Linked DNA regions of Mus musculus: region 1 is linked to region 2. Evidence: chromatin contacts called from public HiChIP or PLAC-seq data. All regions are on one chromosome and are shown on one strand. The core of a region is the stretch at or near the end of the contact, and the rest is flanking DNA. Distances in the headings are between cores, read along the strand shown.

Evidence for each region. HiChIP or PLAC-seq counts read pairs in DNA pulled down with a chosen protein or histone mark.
Region 1: an H3K27ac HiChIP or PLAC-seq map of embryonic stem cells shows a contact between it and region 2, with 8 times the contacts expected there. The contact joins two enhancer-like sites. A contact is called at or near these places in 1 of 39 promoter capture datasets (pre-B cells) and 1 of 115 datasets of contacts at active chromatin or transcription factors (embryonic stem cells).

The regions. Positions count from the first base shown.
Region 1 is chr13:84,284,351-84,287,956 of GRCm38.p6, reverse strand. It overlaps Tmem161b (transmembrane protein 161B), which reads right to left. Exons shown (of 12, transcript NM_175187.5): 9 at 1,159-1,272. Among named protein-coding and RNA genes, the nearest start is that of Gm41011, 58 kb to the left of the region's middle. Within about 2 kb of position 2,231, at least 48 of the 459 cell types and tissues checked have an H3K27ac peak or open chromatin away from gene starts, as enhancers often do. A contact at or near this core is called in embryonic stem cells, where this site is marked.
Region 2 is chr13:81,690,406-81,693,983 of GRCm38.p6, reverse strand. All of the region lies in intron 3 of Polr3g (polymerase (RNA) III (DNA directed) polypeptide G), which reads left to right. Among named protein-coding and RNA genes, the nearest start is that of Polr3g, 19 kb to the left of the region's middle. Within about 2 kb of position 2,078, at least 107 of the 459 cell types and tissues checked have an H3K27ac peak or open chromatin away from gene starts, as enhancers often do. A contact at or near this core is called in embryonic stem cells, where this site is marked.

The sequences.
Region 1 (3,606 bases), core at 982-3,481, 2.6 Mb before region 2:
AAATCAGCCTCACGTGACAGTGTCAATGAGAAGCCGGGCTAGAGTGCAAAGCAGCTCTGAAGCTTTCGAGAACTGTAATAGAACCCACGACACGCACCCAGCACACAGCTCTGAAGCTTTCGAGAACTGTAATAGAACTGTAATAGAACCACAGCACGCACCCAGCACACAGCTCTGAAGCTTTCGAGAACTGTAATAGAACTGTAATAGAACTGTAATAGAACTGTAATAGAACTGTAATAGAACCACAGCACGCACCCAGCACACAGCTCTGAAGCTTTCGAGAACTGTAATAGAACTGTAATAGAACCACAGCACGCACCCAGCACACAGAGTAGTTATTAATGCCTGGCAATAAACCGCTTCTTTATTTCTTTGACATCTTGTTCTGCTAAAACATAGTTGTCTAACTGGGGATACATGAGCAGGTAATAATAATAATAATAATTTAAAGATATTACTTTAAATTTTCCTAAGTATGTTGTAGAAAAAAATTTTGTTAGAGATGGCAACTATAGTACTTACTGTATAAAAATATGTCTCTAATTTATTTGAAAACATTTTATCTAAAAGCTATGAATGAAGCAAAAGGAAATGTTAAAATTTTCCATGGATAAGGAAATAAATACTACTTTAGTTTTCATTGGCATTACTTTCCCTCCATAAGTTTCACAGTAGAACAATAATAAAAGCACCGTAGAAGGATCCAAATAGGCAAAATGGCAGATGATAATTGGACATCAGGAGATAAATCTCAGGGTGTATATAGGCTAATATTAGTATAGAATAATATTTGTTAGTATTCTTTTCAAAAAAGTTCAAAAATAGGTTAGAAGATGGCCTGCAGCTTCAGGCTCAAGCCTTATCTTCACCACTTACACTAGTATTAAAGAATAAAGTACCTCCCCTTATCATAAAAGCAGGCAGACAAAAAACTTTAGAAGTGTGACATGTCTTCAATTCTGGTATTCAGGAGGAAGAATCAGGCAGATCTCTGTGAGTTCAAGACCAGACTGATCCACACAGTGAGTTCCAGGACAGTCCGGGCAATATACTGATACTCTGTCTAAAAAAAAATGAACAAACCTACCTACAATTAAAAAAAGCAACTTTGATGTATAGTGAATTAAAACATAGGACTCAAGTACCCATACTTACAGAGGGACACTCTCTCTACCCAACGGTGGGTTCATGATATAGTCTTTGGTGATTGGTTTCACCCAGAGCAGAACCATAAATAAAGGTGCCAAGAAGTTGATATGAAGTAATGTTCTGAAAATATACAAGAAATACACATAAAGATCTAGAAACAAAATGTGCAAGTGTAACTAGGGTATAGCATTTCTAATTATTTACTGTTAACCAGAATCCTTAAGAGCTGAGTCATTATCTTAGTGTTTCAGGTGAGAACATACGGACCTAGAAAGTTCAATGACAATCCCTTAAATCCAGGACTCAATGATAGGTGTTTTAATGATTATCTACAGTGATCACAAGGGAATATACATACACGTCATCTGAAAATTTTCAACACAGCTAAACTGAACATTTGCTTATTATTCACAAATAAATGAGAGTGATTAGAAGTCTTATCAGAAGGCAAATGGCAAATGAAACACAACAGTTTACAACTGAGCAACCTTGCAATATGCAATGATCATTTATAATGCCAAAATTACAAATGACTCAAGATTTGTTATTTCTTGGACTGTTATAAACACAGATGAAATTAATTTACCATATACAAATAAAGATAATGTACCCCCCCCCCCCTATTTTTGGTTCTATGGAACACACCTTGTTATACAGCCTAGCCTGGCCTTCATGCTACTCTCAGCCTCACAAAAGCTGGAACTACGGACATGAGCCACCACACTGGGGCTACATTCCTAATGCAGAAGAGGGATATCAGGATTAAGCTGCAACCTCTCTGTTAACTAAATCTGTATCCTACAGATACACATGGCTTGACAAAAGTTTTCTCTTTGGAACAAAAGACAGACTTGTTACACTATTTTAATACAACACACTGCTTTCATTATCAACCATAGAGAAGGCTTAACTATAGGTTTTAAAACACACAGACTTTTAAATATTACTACACAGACAAACGGTAGGGACAGGTCTGGAGGACACAGGGCTGAGTCAGGAACAACCCAACCACAGTACAAGCTGCACTGCCTTGCCATAGGGGTGCAGTCTGCGCTGCTCCTTTGCCACTCAGGCTACCCACAACAGAACTAGCTTGCCCATACTGTTACAGCATGACAGCGTGAGTGCTGTACCACAACAGGAGGCTGTAAAAAACTGGAAATAACACAAAATCCCAAATTCCCACAAGGAAAACCCTTAAAATAAAGCCACATTTTACTGAAGATAGATGCATCACCCTCTCTCCAACCATCACTAAATGCTTTATGTTTTATAATGTGATTCTTTCATCCCACAGTCTTGGTAAACCATGGAGGGCAGGGAAGAAAGAGCAGTATTAGGTATGCAGTGTTGCTAGGGAACACTCCAGTATCAAGGAGCAGCCCACAGCGGTTTCAGTAGCTTGTGAAGGGCTCCCCTCCACCCACCCTTTTCAGCTTATTTAAATCCTAACACTGGGGTTAGTGGACTGCAGTGTGTGTGTAGAGGGGGGGGGGGGATCAGGTTTTGTCTTAAAAGAAGCCTTTAGAGAGCTGGGTGGTGGGAAAGGCAGGGCATAGTGAAGAGCATGCTGAGTAAAAAAAAAAAAAAAAAAAAAAAAAAAAAAAAAAAAACGTGGGGGAAGATGAAGTAGTGTGTAACAGGGGCGGGGCAGCTAGGAACAAGTAAACATCTAAACACGGAGAAAATGGAGTCAAGGGGAAAAGTGAAAATTAAAGAACATAGGTAAAAGCTAAGAATGTAAAGAGAGGAATTAGGATCTTAAAGTATCTTAAATACAGTGTCCTCCTAGAGGAGCTTACTGACTATACATATGTATATAAGATGGAGGGTTCAAGGACGACCTGCAGTGCAGGTAAGAAGATCCTGGGTATAAACGAAAGCAAATACAAGCTCACCCTTCTGTCAAGGTGGGAGTGGGTGGGTAGGGGAGCAGGGCGGGGGGAGGGTAGAGGGGACTTTGGGGATAGCATTTGAAATGTAAATGAAGAAAATATATAATAAAAAATTGGAAAAAAAAGATGTCTCTATTCATAAACAAACAAAACTCCAATCAACCAAATAAACAAAGACCCCTAAATAAGGACAGAAAACAGCAATGGCTTCAGAGCCATGAGCAGAGGTTTAATGTTTTCTCCTTAGAATCAAAATAGGATTTGGTGGTTAAACTAACTGGATACAGGGTGTTGCATATTATTTACAATCTGGAAATAAAATAATGAATTACTTGAAGTTTAACATGCAGATCAACAACTTAAAATCATTCTTACAAATGTAACTCAGGCTTAAAATTATTTGTCATAAATAAAGATATTAAAATATCTGAATCAACACATAAACTTTAAGTATTAAAAAAAAGTTTTTTAAAAAAATTTTTCTATGAGATTTTCAATTTGAATGTAGAGATCAAAATACTATAAATCTCTGAATTAAAAAGAATATAAACTTTAACAT
Region 2 (3,578 bases), core at 829-3,328:
TGAGTTCTTAAAACAACATCATTAAAACATGAGAAATTCGTATAGTAGCCAGTCACACCATTAGTATTAAAAGTGTTTTTCCTTCCTCTCTAGGATACATTGGCTGAGTCAGAAAGGAAGTGTACGGTGCTACAGGTCTTCCTAAGACACAGGCTGCACAAGCTTAGCTTTCAATGACCTACCTGCTTGAGTTTGTTTATATAATGGTTTGATGATTTACTTCAACAATAGAGAGGTTTTATTTTTATTTTTACTTTTCTGATTTTGTTGCATGCATGCCTTTGTCGGGACTTAAAAATTAAAATAAATTTTATATATTTTTAAAATGAACTAATACTCATTTTTATTTTAGAAATTAAAAAGGCATGGCATACTTTGATACTATTAAAGTTAGACTTTCCTTTAGATACGAGACATGTTTAGCTGATAGGATGTATTTATTCAAGTACGGGTCTAATCAAAAGGTACATCAGATCATTCAAGCAGTCAGATTATTCTTGTAGGTAGTCATTGTTTTAGTTATTGTTCTGTTGCTGTGAGGAAACACCAGGATGAAGGCAACTTTTACAAAGATGCATATAATTGGGGCTTGCTTACAGTTTCAGAGAGTTAGGTCATGATCAATATGGTTGCAGGCATGATACCAGGAAAGTAGCTGAGAGCTCACATGTGATCCACAAGTTACAGGCAGAGAGAGAGCTAGGCCAGGTCTGGCATGGGCTCTTAATCCTCAAAGCCTGTCCCAGTGGCGCAGCTCCTCCAACAAGACTACACTCCTAATCCTTTTCAAAGTGTTCCCCTAAGGAACACGCATTCAAACATATGAGTCATGGGGCCATATAAAATATAAAAAGATATAATACTTATGTCTTAGTTGGGGTTTTACTGCTGTGAACAGGCACCATGACCAAGGCAAGTGACAGCATTTAATTGGAGCCAGCTTACAGGTTCAGAGGTTCAGTCTATTATCACCAAGACGGGAACGTGGCAACATGCAGGCAGGCATGGTGCAGGAGGAGCTGAGAGTTCTACATCTTAATCTGAAGTCTGCTAGCAAAATCCTCACTTCTAGGCAGCTAGGGTGAGGGTCTTAAAGCACACACCCACAGTGGCACACCTATTCCAACAGGGCCACACCTTCTAAAAGTGCCACTCCTTGGCAGAGCATATTCAAACTATGACATTCCACTCCCTGGGCCAAGGATATACAAACCGTCACAATTTACTTGTTTAAGCCCATAGAAAATTCTATAGGATTTTCCAAATTGATAGAAGTAAAATCTCTTCAGATCTTCCTTTCTGCTCCTCTTTCCTATGTATGCTTTAAAAAGCTCTGTGGTTTAAAATACAGCTTTAAGTAAGATGTGTATATGCTTATGTGTGTATAGGAGCACCTTTCTGTTCACGGTCATGATGTTCCAAGGTGTCACCAGAGGATGCCTGAACCCACAGATCGTACCCAACTGTGTACTGCACTCTGGTGCCATCATTGAGGACCGGGAGGGTGACATGGGGATGCTAGACAGAGGCAAAGTGTTACGTCAGAAATTAATTTTGTCTGTTTTGTTGGTTTGTTTATTGTTTTTTGTTTTTATCTTTTTTTAAATAGGGCCTCACTTTGTGTCTCTGACTGGCCTGGAACTTGCTGTGTTGACCAAGGTGCCCTCAAACACACAGAGTCCAGCCACCTATTTCTTCCAAATGCTGGAATTAAAATGTGTACCAGCATCCTCAACTTAAATCAGTTTTTAAGAAAATATGAAAGAAGATTTCAGAAACCTTCATCTTTATAGTTATTTTCTTATTTTTAACTTCCAATGAACTGAAAATTCAATACTAATATGTTGCCCTAGCCCCAGCCCTCCGAGATAGTCTGTGGGAGTAGGGGATAAGAAGGCGTAGAATCAGCAGAACAAATTCCAGGAGCCAGATCAGAAGCAGAAGCAGACTAGTTTATTATTATAGTGGAGAGAGTGCCTTTATACCCTCTGTCCACGTCCCCTTGGTCCCTAACTGCTTGTCCTGCACAGCTGGCACTGGCTGCCCAAGTCACAGGCTCTGTCTTTGTTCCTCTGTGGGTGTCTCCCTCCGGGTGTAACCTCTCCAGGGTTAGTGAATGCAGAAGCCTGCGCCTGCCTGCTGTACGTGTGTGGGCCATTGCGGGCCACTAATCAGAAAGTGCTGACTCACTCCTCCTGCCTTAACAATGCCAAAGAGAAGAGTGTTACATAGAAAAATGCCGAGTCAGGAAATGAATGCACCAGTAAGCAGAAGCTCCCTGCTTGCAGATGGTAGGCGAACGCTTGAGCAAAATCACAGACTGAATCCCCAGATGACAAAACCTAAGGTAGATCGTCAGGGATATGAGAATCAGTGAATACGCAGATTCAGTCCTTCAGGAATTCAAAAGAAATGTGCTGTCCTTATGCCAGAAATCTTTGAGAAGGATATCATTAGAGAATTTATAATTATTTGGCATCTTCTTTGCTAAAAATGCATGTGACCATATTTCTTTTCACTTTGATATTTATTTATTCACCAAAACTGATCATCTGTGGTTTGTAAATAGAGAAATGCTAAAGCCAAAACCAAAGACAGAGACACTGATTAGACAGAAGTAGGTTATATAGAATTTTGAAAAATTATTGGGTCACTCATGTTTATCATTTTCAGTAAAGAAAAAAAAAGAATAGCACCGTTTCTCTTACTCAAGAAAAGTGTAAGTCATCAAAGGTTTTTAAATTTAATTGATTTATTTGCTTATTTCAGGTTTTACAGACTAAAGAACAAACTCTGTGTCTTCCATATGCTAGACAAATGCCATACCCCAAGCTTTGTCCCCAGCTGCTCCAAAGTTTTGGGTTTTGTTTTTAATTCTGACTTTTAATTATGGAAGTTCAAGAGTTAGAAGTACAGGTGAGGTTAGGACAGAATCTATCAGAAAGCCATCTGGACTCCTCCGAGGGCCTCAACCTTCCTAACGCAGCCACCTTTAAGACAGTTCCCCATGCTGTGGTGACCCCCAACCATAAAAATATTTCTGTGGCTGTGATTTTGCTACTGTTATGAATTAAAATGTAAATATTTTTAGAAAGAGAATTTTGCCAGAGGGCTAGCGACCCACAGCTGAGAACCACAGATTTAGATGACATGAGCACAACTGAAGGTCACAAGCAATTGGATAAAACTCATTCTCATGTGAATGTGCATGAGCTGCCACGCACGTGCTCTGCTTGTGGGGACAGCTGTTACACAGTCGGCTCCATGCAGACGGGCTTATCTCTTGTGGTTAAATTTATCTCCAAAACAAGTAACCATGAGAGGTACAGGCAGATAGCTTTTCTTGGCTTCTTAGTGAACCGTCCGCGTGAGCTTTTCTTGTCTTTGTTCTGTTGCTTGCATTTTTGCCTTCTCTATTCCCAGCCACACTAAGCGCACATTTGTTACCACCACCCTGGATCTTTGGTTAGTTCTTTTTTGTATAGTCTTTTTTTCTAATACCGGATCTCACTCTTTAGGCCAGGCTACTCAGCAGCTCACACACCTCCACCTGCTTCCCGCTCGTCTTCCCTTTCTTA